Linked DNA regions of Mus musculus: region 1 is linked to region 2. A link is a contact called in public promoter capture Hi-C data. All regions are on one chromosome and are shown on one strand. The core of a region is the stretch at or near the end of the contact, and the rest is flanking DNA. Distances in the headings are between cores, read along the strand shown.

Region 1 (3,185 bases), core at 56-2,555, 170 kb after region 2:
GTTTTGTTTAGTTTGGGCTTCTTGATGTTTTTGGTTTTGATTTCTGTTCTTTTCCTTTTCATATCTTTTTCTTCTTTAACATGCACATGTAGTATTTGATTTATCTCTGGTTCAACCTGTCTTAAAATTTTCAGACCTCAGCTTGCTTAGTGACCTCATAATGGTTCCAATAAACTGTGTGTCATTCACAACCTAAGGACTGGTAGGAAACCCAGCTTTCAAATGCAGTGCCCAGTGATTTCAGCCTGAAAGGTGATATGTCTGTTTTTCTAGAATCTCCTAGGCTCTGGAATGTGCACTGGCAAGACTTCTAGTCCAGACTTCTTGGGACCTGACTCACTTGCCTCTGAGACACAGTTAGAGACACTAAAATCTTAACAAGCCTCTTGGCTACGTGACTTCAGACAGCCTGATGACTGTTCTGGAGACAAGCATGTATATTAGCCTAGCTAAGCAGATGTCTGTCCAGAAGAAGAGGATTGCTCACATGATACAGGCACAAAGCTCTGGGAAGCCCCTGAAGGACACTGTTTGAGTCATAAGCAGTGAGGTGTTGGCCGATGAAGCTCAATACCTCCCTACTCATTCAACATTCCACTCAGGGACCATGGGCTAGCTCCAGGAACCAGTGACCATACCAACCAGTGAAGATGGGCACATGAATCTGATATGGTCTCTGTCCTAGAGAAGTTTGTATATTAGTTGTGTACACAAGTACATATGTACTTGTAGAGAAGTAGACATGGGATGTGCTTTGTAAAGAGGAAGCAGCAATCAGCCTTGCTCTGAGAGGAGGGTCTATTTGAACTGGGTTTGACGAGAAAGTGGCAATATACCAATGAAGGAAGGGTGGGAAACACAACAAGATACCACCATCCTGCAGAGAAAGGAGACTCTATGTTCCCAGCACCCTAAGGAATGCAATGTGGCTTTGATGACTTCTATTAGAGAGCTACGGAGAACTTTCCGGTAGGAACACGGTGACTTGTTCTTCATAATCCTAATGACCAGTACAGCTAATATCAGTGACTCCTAGGGCCCTTGTTAATTTTTACCTCAGACTCTTTGGGGGTGGTGGGTTCCATTCAAAGACTCCAGGCTGTGTAAAGATCTACTTCCTTTTAGTGGTCAAAAATACTTCCTCAAATACTCCCCTGTAGGGTCGTTTGTTCCTCTCGCTGTAACTGTAGTGCTCTGGCACGCCTACATAACCTCCAGGAACCACACAGATAAAGAATGGATCTGAAAGACACTGTGGAAATCCTGACAGAGCAGCCACACCCACCGAACAGCCCAACCCAACCTCATTTACCTTCACCAAACACCCACAGGTTCCTCATTGCTTCCTTGTTACTCCTGTTCTCTCTAATGGCCTCCCTGGGTGTCAATGTTATTCTTTTATTTGTTTTTAAAAAATAAAACCAGAAAAGCAATTTATGTGTGTGCAGTGAGAGCTCTGCTTGCCAAGTGGCAGCCAGAGCTGGGATGTTCTCCCTGGGCAGCCACGAGGGACCTGAATCTAGACTACTGGTTAGAAGGATCTAGAAGCTCACTGCCATCAGTTACAGAGAACCCAGTGTTGGTTTCCATACAAGCATGCCAGATTATTGGGCTGGTCCAGCCTGGAGTCTACCTAGGCTTCTAGTCAGGAGTTGGCCCTACCAACATGAGACAGTAGAATCTTCTTCTGCCTTCTTATTGCCACCATAAGGGTAAAAATTTATTAGGGGGAGGAAAACAAAATCTTGTAGGTAAAATAAAATAAAATAAAATAAAATAAATGATTCTACTAACAATTCCTTATTCCTGAAACACTCTGCTTTCTATCAAAAATGGTCTGGAATTTTTAAAGGAAGGGCATTGAAGGTTTGACATTTCTTCCTCCTGAGGAGGAGGGGAATGTGCTGGTCTGCCCTGAGTCCCTGCCCCTTCCTTCATCTTCATCTTTCTTTGTCAGCTAATTCTTTCAGCATCCCTGAGCGATGTCATCCAGGCCTGTAGCACACAGGAGAACAGAGCAGGCTGGCTCCAAGGGAAGGGGAACATGGGAAACGACTGGGCAGAAGCATCCTAGAACATGCAGCAATAGAAAGTGGGTCAAATGGTTGCTGAGATACCTTATTTCATAGGTGGCCACCAGAGGAGCATGTTCCCAAGGAAAAGGCTGCCTTTGCATCCTAGTCACACTCAGTGGCCAGGAGCTGCCCACAGGAAGCATGACCCTAGTACAGAGGCAGTAATGGATCATGGAGCACAATAGCTGGACCATTTGTCAATTAAGTTCCTTGTTCACAGTACTTGTCAGTACTTGGTCCCTGAAAGAGAAGTTTCAATAGACCTTCATTGAAGGAAAATGAATGAATGAATGACTAATCACTGGTACTAGTGGGACAGCTGAAATGGCATGGCAATCTCAAGTGTCAAGAAATAAACCTTTGAAATAGATCGTTCTAGAAATAAGCTTTACTTTCAAGTCTAGCTAGACTTTCAGAGTGAGCTTTTAAGACCCTCAGAGGGAAGTGTTTCAAGTCAGGGCAATGTCCCTGAGTCAGAGTGGCTAGAAGTTGACTATCATGAGAGACGTGGGCACAGAGGGAGCCTGAGGAAGCTTATGTTCTAGCTGTGGGCACATGCCACCCATGCATGCTATTGGCTATTTCTCCAAGTCTACCCAATTGTGAACTGTCTCACCATCGTCCATGGGTGACGGAAGGAGAGGGGAGGACTAGTCTAACAGTGGTAATTGTCTTACTGTGCTTTAGAAAGTACAGAGGTCCAGAGAAGACAGTTAGTGAGAGCTATCTAACGAGTAGGGAGGGGATCTAAACCATGGGATCTCATCCACATAACTTCTCGTCAAGAGTGCAGTGGACACTGGACAGCCATACTCTGAAATGACCAGTTAGTTCCAGCTAATATTCTTCACTGGGGAAAATGTAGGCAGCTTTGTAGTTTGAAGCACAGTGTCCCAACAGAATCTGTCGATCCACTCAGGATGCTTAGAACCATGGCCCTCAAGATGTCTAAAATGCCTGAGCCAAGTTGGCCAAGACCTTAGGAAACATTACATGCAGCTGAGAACAATGTGTGTTGGCAGAGCCTGTTGTGTTCTTTGTGTACAGCTCAGTTCAGTCTCAGAGAACCATTGACAAGCTGGGGCCTCTGTCTGGAGACAACAGAAGTAT
Region 2 (3,378 bases), core at 450-2,949:
TCTGAGAACTGTCTTCTGAACTGACTCCTGATGCTTCATGCCGGCTCCAACTTCGATCCGGCCTGTGATCTTGCTGGCTCTCCATGAGAGCTTCAGTCTGCCTGGCTCCCCGTTTGATTCATTTGCTGCTCTTGAGTCTGAGCTTGGGTAAGTGAGCAATGACTTTAGAGAGTGTTTTGAGGAGGAAATAAGATGCTACCTAACGCTATTACAGTTCAGTAGAAGTACCAGGATCTGAGCAATGAGCCTCTAGTGTTAGAGGTGAAATTACTGCTACCGATGAGCACGGGGATTGAATACCTGCTCATTCAGGGCTAGCAGCCTGGCCCAGAGGGAGAAGGAGATAAGTGAATTAAATCAGTTGAGCTGCTGATTGCCGACTTGATAATTCTATAAAAGAATCTGCCAGACACCTGACTTAATCAGATTGTCTGCAGAAACTAAGTTAACAGGATAAGTTAGGTTATATCACTTGAATGCAAGTCTTCACTGTCTGGTCTAAAGAAGTAGAATCCAAACCTAACCTACACCACTAAGTTGTGTGCTCCAATGTCAAGAATTTATATAACAGAAGATATTATATAACAGAAAATAACCTCTGGACTGTTGGGTGCAGTGGGTGGCCACTGTGGTGGCATGAAGGGAACACAGACTGCCTGCTCAGCGTGCTTTGCTCAGCCTCGGGAAGGAAACCTTTTTCTCCTCCTGTGCTGCTTCTGGCTTTCCTCATTCTCGTCCATAGTAAACCAATCCAGGTGCCCAGTGTCACGAGGAAGGCCAATGTGCACAGCCTGCCCGAGCCCCGAGATCCTTCCTGGCTGTAGTAATTGCTTCCTTGTGGTCTTTATACGAAATTTTGCTTAGCCGTAAGTGCTTTCTACCTGAAAATTATTTCAACTCCCTGTCAAATATTGAATTTTTTTTTTTTTTTTTTTTTTTTGCCTCTTCACAGAAAAAGATCGATTTCTAAAGAGTCTCAAGTAACCACACTGAGTCCGGGGGAGGGGGGGAGCTAACCTTTGATTGTAAGAAGCACGGAAGGCGGGTGGAGCAAAGCAGCATTGCTCACGGGTGGTGCCACTTGGTGCCAGGGCTTCCCTGAGAGAAGGGACTGGAGGGAACAGACACTGGTCTTCAGACAACCAGGATTTCAACCCCTGCCAGAGGACCAATGACCCTGTGGCACATTCTACAGTGAATGATGAAAACTAGTTTGCACCCCCCTCCAAACTATAGTTTAAGGAATTGGTCCTGTGGTTGGGTAAAGGAATTGGAGAAAATTCTAGACTTTCCTCATCACTTTCAATAACGATGTACTTCCATTCTGGTCCCGGAGGAACAGAGAGGTGCATGGCAAGGCCTCAGGAGCCCAGGCAGAGCAGTGCAAAACTGGCCCCTCTAGGTGATCTCAGGACAGCAACAGTTAGCTGGATGCAAAGGGGACCAAAGGAAGCCACTTACCCTGGGGTGTGGCCTGGGCGCTCGTCCGCTGCCACGGCTGCAGGACCAGGTGCAGCAGGAGGAAGGCGGCCGCGGCCGCGCGTGGGGCCGGCATGGTGACTCTTCTGCTCCCTGAGGGCTGTGCAGGCGACAATGTGGCGTGGCTTTGCCGGCGTAGGGCGCTGTTTGCTGGCCTCGGGCAGTGAGCGCGCAGGTGGCGGGCAGGGCAGTGCGCAGCCGTCGGAGGGGCGCTGGCTGCTGGGCTCCGCGGCCGCAGCCCGCGCTTTATGGTCCAGCCGCCCGGGGGGCGGGGGGGGGGAGGGTGCGGGGGAGGACCGAGTCAGGGCGGCCCCCTTGGCCAGGATCCCCCATTTGCCAGGAAGAGCGGGGACGGCGGGAACCGGGAGCGTGGGCCACCGAGGGAAACGCTGGTGTGGAGACCAGACGGAATGGAATGAGGTGGACAGTGGGAAGGGGTGGGCAGACACAGAAGTGTGCTGAGGAAGGGACAGAGGTTGGGCAGAGAGGGCCACAGCGGAGGAGGCCTCTTCTGGTCCCCTAGCCTTGAGCACCTCTATGCTTTTCCCTCTTACTTTTTATGTTATTTAGAGAAACATCACTTGGACGTGTCTCTAAATACTTTAATTGCTTTCCCAACTGGTCTTGACTGCTGATTCCCCCACAGGATTTGTGTATTTCTACAAGCTTTCCTTGAACAATTGAAATGATGAATTTTTTTTTTTCCACCAAGTTTTGAGACAGAAAGAGTGATAAGTGGAAAGGATTGATTTATTTATTTATTTATTTATTTATTTATTTATTTAATGCGGGGGTGTTGGAAATAAAAATGTCGCAAGGTATCCACGCAGACAGTTAGGCAGAGATGGAGATACTGAGTCTCATGGATGATTTACTTCAGGCCAGTTTGCAAAAGGGCTGTGCACCCACCTTGGGCAGCACAACACTTTCTAAAGGTTCAGTTTGAAGCTATGGGGTTAGGAAGACAAAGCAGGGGCACTGGAGTGGCCCCTCTTCCTCCCAGGCAGAGCCCTCAGAGGGTGTCATGGATTAACTAAAGGGAAAAACATTTGAAAAGCGGCAGTAAAAATATTCCCTGTGTAACAATCCCCACCAGTGCAGAGGGCTTCAGAGGATTTCTAGACCTATCTCATCTGTATTCTCAAAGCATTCCATTTGTAGAAGCTATCTACCACCAGCTGGGTGGTTAACCCACCATTCTATCTCCAATCCCTCTCCACTCCTGATTGTGTTTACAGCTAATAAGTCGAAGATCTGAGCTGTCCTCTCAGCAATCTTCTCTTTGGTGTCTAATAAAGGCCTCTCTGGGCATTCTGTAATGTTGTTTTATCTAGTGCATTAGGCAGAATGGGTCACCATATGCCTATCAGTTAGAACTGAAAACACACAAAAGGGGCAGGTATGCGTCCCTATGCAATAATGAGATGGATCAGACTTTGGAATATTTTCTCCAGGTTTCCGAACTGAGTCTCAAGGTTAGAGGGGTGGAGGGCTCTAGCCTATGCTTTAGACAGAAGAGCTCTGCCTTTAGACAGAACAGCTCTGCCTTTAAATGCTCCGTACAACTCGCTCAGAGTAAGTTTTCCTTGAAGCGAGTGTAGAGTGTATGAATATTTACACGTTTAAAAGCCAACATTTAGCTGGATGAGTGCATTAGAATCTTCTTCAGGAGGTTACACACACACACACACACACACACACACACACACACACACACACACACACACACACGCGCGCGCGCACACACGCGCACACACACACACATAGAAACACACACAAATTTAGGTGACTACAGGACACCCAAGCTATAAAACTACAAGTAACAAAGCTTGTAATGGTATGTAGATGCAATCACCAGGACTCAGAGGGCTTCACAGAGGCAGGGGAATCATGAGTTAG

The links. Promoter capture Hi-C pulls out the DNA fragments that hold promoters and counts their contacts.
Region 1: a contact with region 2 is called in a promoter capture Hi-C map of pre-B cells, with 2.1 times the contacts expected there. The contact joins the enhancer-like site here to the promoter of Thbs4 in region 2. A contact is called at or near these places in 7 of 39 promoter capture datasets (3T3-L1-derived adipocytes, hippocampal neurons, liver and 3 more), 2 of 484 Hi-C or Micro-C datasets (cerebral cortex and nephron progenitors) and 1 of 9 other capture datasets (embryonic stem cells).

Annotation. Positions count from the first base shown.
Region 1 is chr13:92,963,211-92,966,395 of GRCm38.p6, forward strand. No RefSeq gene overlaps it. Among named protein-coding and RNA genes, the nearest start is that of Gm41019, 41 kb to the right of the region's middle. Within about 2 kb of position 1,306, at least 41 of the 459 cell types and tissues checked have an H3K27ac peak or open chromatin away from gene starts, as enhancers often do. A contact at or near this core is called in pre-B cells, where this site is marked.
Region 2 is chr13:92,793,119-92,796,496 of GRCm38.p6, forward strand. Thbs4 (thrombospondin 4) reads right to left here and starts at 1,700. Exons shown (of 22, transcript NM_011582.3): 1 at 1,462-1,700. The coding sequence starts at 1,555.